2 separate regions of the Sus scrofa genome follow, and region 2 is linked to region 1. A link is a contact called in public Hi-C data. All regions are on one chromosome and are shown on one strand. The core of a region is the stretch at or near the end of the contact, and the rest is flanking DNA. Distances in the headings are between cores, read along the strand shown. Region 1 holds the start of ALDH5A1 (aldehyde dehydrogenase 5 family member A1). Region 2 holds the start of C7H6orf62.

Region 1 (2,683 bases), core at 127-2,626:
CTACTGTACTGAGCATTATACATTATCTCACAGCATACCTATGGGGTGGGTATTGTTGCTTTCTACAAAAGAGAGGGCCAAGGTTAAATAACTTGGGGAAGTGAAACTGACAGTATTAATGTCCTGAAATGGGCCTAAACCCAGATTGGAACTTGAACCCATGTGCCTGGACTTAAACCTGGCCTAAACCCAGATTGGAACTTGAACCCATGTGCCTGGACTTAAACCTGGCTTAAACCCAGATTGGGACTTGAACCCACAGTTTTGTATTAGAATCACTCACCCTGTGTCTGGACTCACTTAGGTTCAGATTCTTCATGTCTCCACACAGAAGGAATTCAGCGAGAGACAAAGTGATAGGTAAGAAATAGACTTATTGAGTGCTTGTGAGAAATGCAAGCAGGCAGGCAAGGAAGCTCTGCCTGGAGGATCTGGTGGGCTACAGTTTTATCACCCCAGGGGAGTGGGGATTGGAAACGCCCACCTCTTCCTTTCTGGGAGTGGTAGCTCCTCCTCAGTATCTGGTAAGGTGTGTATTCAAATCCGCAGAAGGGTGGTCCTCAGACTCTTGCCCTTGGTCTGAATATGAAAGCAGGCCTAAGCTCACCCCCCACCCAAAGACCTGAGGCAATTCTCAGGGCTCCACTAGTGAAGCAAACCTCCCTTGTTCTGATGGTTTTTTGAGCAATTTATTTACTTACAGCAGTCTCCCAAGGTCCCCTAAGTTTCCTTCCTTAACTCCCGTCTTTTATTGGGACTTCTAAAAATACCCGTGCCTACTCCATTCCTATCAGCAGATCACAGCTTGTCAACAACAGATTCTGAATTGGGATCCAAATCTGTTTCCAAAGACGCTTGCACCAAGGGCACCCCTGCTCCCAATTAATGGAGCTTATTCGCTTAGACACACATCCAGAAATGCATCCTGGCAGTAGAAAGCTGGACCCCACTGCATCTCTTGGGCGAACTCTCGCTAGGTTTACACCCTAGGTTCACAGGAGCTATGGCAATGAAGAATCGTGCGTGATCACGACTTTAGAAGGTGGGGCAGACACCAGCACATCCACAGACCAAGGACAAATTCCAGCGGCAGGGGTGGGACGGGGTGTGGGTTTGCAGAAATTGTGGGGAGGGGGAACAGCTCTCCTGCAGGGGTTGAGGGGCTAAGGAATAGTTGCAAACGAGAGGAACAAAGGTGACGGCGGTCCCCAGGTGCATCTCCCAGCGAGCCTCCTCATCCCCCCCCCCCCCAAGACTCTTGCCAGGTCGCGCAGAGAGCCAAGCCCCGCGCGGCAGTCAGGATCAAGGTCTAGAGTCTGCGTGTCGGTGCAGCGCAAAGGGCGCGGGGAGAGGGCGCTGCACCGCGTCGCTGCCATTTTCAGCCAGCGTCTGCCGCCAGCCGGGCTCGTCACCGCCGCCGCCCGACCCCTGTGCTCGGGTGCGCGCTCTCGCTTGCGTGCTTCCTGCCGCCGCCGCCGGGACCATGGCGACCTGCTTTCGGTTGCGGGGCTGCCTGACCCTGCACCTCCCCACTGCACCTGCGATCCGCGGCCTCCGCCCCCGCGCCGACTGCCTGGTGGCCACCACGCGGCCCTCGCCAGGCCCGGCCCCGATCCGCCGCTATGCCCGGGGCACAGAGGGCCTTTCCTCGGCACTGCTGCGCACCGACGGCTTCGTGGGTGGCCGCTGGCTCTCGGCCGCCTCCACCTTCCCGGTGTACGACCCGGCCAGCGGCGCCGAGCTGGGCTTGGTGGCCGACTGCGGGGTGTCCGAGGCCCGCGCCGCGGTGCGCGCCGCCTATGAGGCTTTCTGCACCTGGAAGGGGGTCTCGGCCAAGGTGAGTGCTCGCCGGGTCCGCTTTGCCTCCTAGTGAAACTAGCTGTCACCTCCCCCTCCCCACCTCTCCAGGATTCACCTTGGGTAAAGTCAGAGTGACATGACAAGAGATGATCAACACAGAAGTTTGGAGCGTCGGTCGGCTTTGTGCCAAGCACAGTGCCGAGAATTAAGGCACACGGCCCCGCCCTCCAGGGTCCAGTAGGGATGGCAGAACACAAACGTGTAATTACAAGCGAGCAGACTCTATGGTGAACCTGGAGAGAGGCCTGACTGGAGGTGGGGGGCCGGGGTGATGAGGGGGGCGGTGCCAAGGCAGGTGAGAGCACTTGCGACCCTTCTGAGCGCTTGCAGTACCTCTCGGAGCCGCTAGGAGACGATGCAGTGGTCTGCAAGGAGGCTACAGCAGTGGGTGCCCGGGTACAGTGGGTGCCCGGGCTCAAGTCACCAACCTGGCAGCAGAGAGCTGGGGAAAGAATCTGGCTCTGGGCAGGGGAAGGACCAATTCCTGCCCCATTCTCCAGGTTTGGGGCCTGAATAGAGAGATACTCTTAGCTGACAGAGTAGTGGAGAATTGAATGTTGTAAGGGGGAGGGAAGAGTCACAACTATTTAGAGATTTCCTTCCTCCATTTATTATATGACTGACATCTAGAGGCAGCCCAATAAAGTCATTTTCTACCGTAGCCCTTAAGTATCCTCCCTCCGAAGGAAGATACTCATCCAGCAACGAGGTGCACCCAAGTACCCAAGGGCGTCTTAACATGAGTTCATCCATCAGGTATTTTCTGAGCACCTGCTATGCCAGGCAGTGGGGGAGGTGCTGGGGAATCAGCAATCAAGAGAAT
Region 2 (2,683 bases), core at 119-2,618, 170 kb after region 1:
AGGGGGGCTTAATACGATATAATGATTCCGGCTCTGTGGTTAGACCTGATTAATGCCCGGGTTCCCAACAGCCCCAGTCCTGCAATGAGTCCTACATGCCCCGAGGGAGCCTTCCCTATGAATTTGCCCCCGTGCAAGACCGTGGGGAGTGCAACTTATCTTCTTGCGAGCATTGCTGAGGCAAAGGTGGCGGGTTCTTCTCCCAAATCCCAGGCAGTGCCCGGGGACCACCTGCCTTCCACCTCCCAGGTCCCACCCCCACCCTTTGCCTTCAGCTGCAGCGACTCACTCGCACCACGGGAGACACTGGATCACTCGAGTTTTCACTCATTTCATCGTGGCAACAATACCCGCCCGGGTAGAGGAGGCGGGAGAGGGTAAATGGGAAAGATCAGTGGGAAGAAAAGAAAATAGTTGCGTTAATATTAATTACTTTTTAAAGTATGCCCACCCCCCCAAGAAAAAAAGAAAACAAGTTCCCGGATTCCGCTAGCTCTCACGTGGAACAGACCATGTTTCCCCAGTTTGGATCGTTTAGGGCGGGGTCGTTAGTTGGCTTCCCCAAGGGGCAGGGGGTGGACCCCAGATAGCTGGGGTGGGTGACGGGGAAGTCCCCTCCCTGTCCCCGCGGAGACCGGGACTCACTGACCGACTCTCGGGCGGGGTTCGGGCCCTCTAGCCGCAGCCTGCGGGCGGAGCGGTGGCGGCGGCGGCGGAAGAGAAGGCGGCGGCGGGGGCGCTGCTCGCAGCACGGGCAGGAGCCATGTCAAGAGAAAACCACCAGCCAACTGAGCCCCTCCATCCCCGCTGCAGTGCGCACTGTGACCGGGCCGCCCGCGCTGCTGCCGCCGCTCAGCCCCGACCTGGGCCCCATAGTCTGGCTCGGCGCCCCGGGCGGCGGCGAAGGGGGAAGGACGCGGGGACGGCGGAGACGACGAGAGAAAGAGAGGAGCAGGAAGAGGAATGAGGAGGAAGAGGGGGGGGTCGGAGTTGTACTGGCGGCGGGGGGGAGGGGAAAAAGGGAGGGGAGCCCTGCGCTAAGGGGGTCTGTCAGCGAAGTAAACCCCCCCAAATAAAGTTATTGCAGTTCCAGCATCTGCTCTGGAGTCTTTCTTCTCCCCAAGGGTCGCGTCCCGTCTCTCAGGAAATAAGGTCGAGGAAACCCGGAGGGGGGAAAAGCCGAAGCGAAGGGTGGGCGTCCGCGGTGACCCAGCCTCGATCCCCCCCACCGGTGGCTGCGGAAGCGGCGGCAGCGACCTCGGGCGCCTCCCGGATCCGGGGCAGAATCGCGTTTGAGCAGGGACGCGAGAACAAACAACTTAAAATGGCAGCGACGGCCGCTGCGTCACCCGCCCCTCACCGGCACCGCCCAGAACTCTCTGCGGCGGCGCACCCCCGCGGGCCGCCTCCATCTGCGCAGAAGTGAAGGGGGAGAAAAGACTGGTGGGAGTAGGAAGCTTTGTGTGGTTATCAAGGAAGAAGGAAAGAAGAGCAGGAGAAGGTGTGAGCAAGCTTTTAAAAGGGTGACTCTTTGAAATTAAACTTTTTAGGTAATATTCCCGCCTCAAAGGGGAGTTTGAGGATGAAGACTCCCCTCTTGCCCAGTAGGGAGTTTCCATAGGGCGTGGAAAGGAACTACCCATTCTCCCTCCGCCCCCTCTGTCAGGAGGGCCCAGTCTCCGGAGTTGGCCACTCGCCACCCTCCCACCGCCGTCGTCATAAAGCCACGCCCTTATGCCCTCCCCGACCAGGCACCCGGATGGGCTCTCTCTTCCCGGGTCTCCGCCTTGGAGACTCCGGCTGGGCGCGGGAGGACGGGGCGGAGCCGGTGGGCGGAGAGTCTGCGAAGGTGGGGCGGGGTGAAGGAGGAAAAGAAAGTGTGTATTGGACGAGTAGGCGGAGATTCTCCTTTTTCCTCGTAGTGGCTTTATTTCTAACCCACTGATTGGTAGTCCTTTTGGGGGGGGGGTCGGCCCCGCGGTATCCTGCTACTGAGAGTTAATCTCCAATACTTGGAATCTAAACAGCGTGCACAGAAGGTGGCTCATGCTTTCTGCTGCACGCTGGCTCCGTCGCACAAGGCTCTGTCCCCCACCTCGCCACGTGCGCAGGGAGAGAGGGCGTTAAAAGGTCGAAGACGCCGTTGGAGCGTTGCTGCCGTGCCTTAGGAGAGAAACGGCTGACCTGCCTCGTGGAGCATTTTAAACCTACTTTATACAACACAATTTCTATGGTGATCCCTCAGGACCCTAGACTTAGGGCTTGTCCCTTACGTGGTTTTCTGTCTTCCTCAAAATATGAAGAGAGGGGACTGGGAGACGGACTCACACATCTCTGATCACACGTCTTTGGCACCAAGGGGCACTGAGTCCCAATTTTCAGAGCTCCAACGTGCCTATAAAAACTCAGTTAAATAATCAGAAAAAAAAAAAAAGTAATCAGCTAAGGTCAACCTTCAACAAAAGCAAAACCTACATAATCCTTTATGACCTACTCTCTGATGAAATTTTAGAACTCTCTTGATTGTCCATATTACTGCCCTTCACTTGGTAAAATCAAAATAGATTGCCTATAATGATATTTTTTTCACCTATGAGCCAAAATAATAATTTGACCCTTAGAATAAATTGTTCACAACTTAAGGGTGAGATTCCTGAGGTTTCCAAATGATTATTAACCTTGA

The links. Hi-C and Micro-C count contacts between places; a contact is called where the count stands out from the background.
Region 2: a contact with region 1 is called in a Hi-C map of liver, with 2.4 times the contacts expected there. The contact joins the promoter of C7H6orf62 here to the promoter of ALDH5A1 in region 1. A contact is called at or near these places in 1 of 5 promoter capture datasets (liver) and 2 of 47 Hi-C or Micro-C datasets (both in liver).

Annotation. Positions count from the first base shown.
Region 1 is chr7:19,350,109-19,352,791 of Sscrofa11.1, forward strand. ALDH5A1 (aldehyde dehydrogenase 5 family member A1) reads left to right here and starts at 1,377. Exons shown (of 10, transcript NM_001244467.1): 1 at 1,377-1,837. The coding sequence starts at 1,484. The region is part of intron 1 of GPLD1 (phosphatidylinositol-glycan-specific phospholipase D); the gene reads right to left.
Region 2 is chr7:19,523,537-19,526,219 of Sscrofa11.1, forward strand. C7H6orf62 reads right to left here and starts at 1,369. Exons shown (of 5, transcript XM_001928389.6): 1 at 1-1,369. It also overlaps the pseudogene LOC110261734.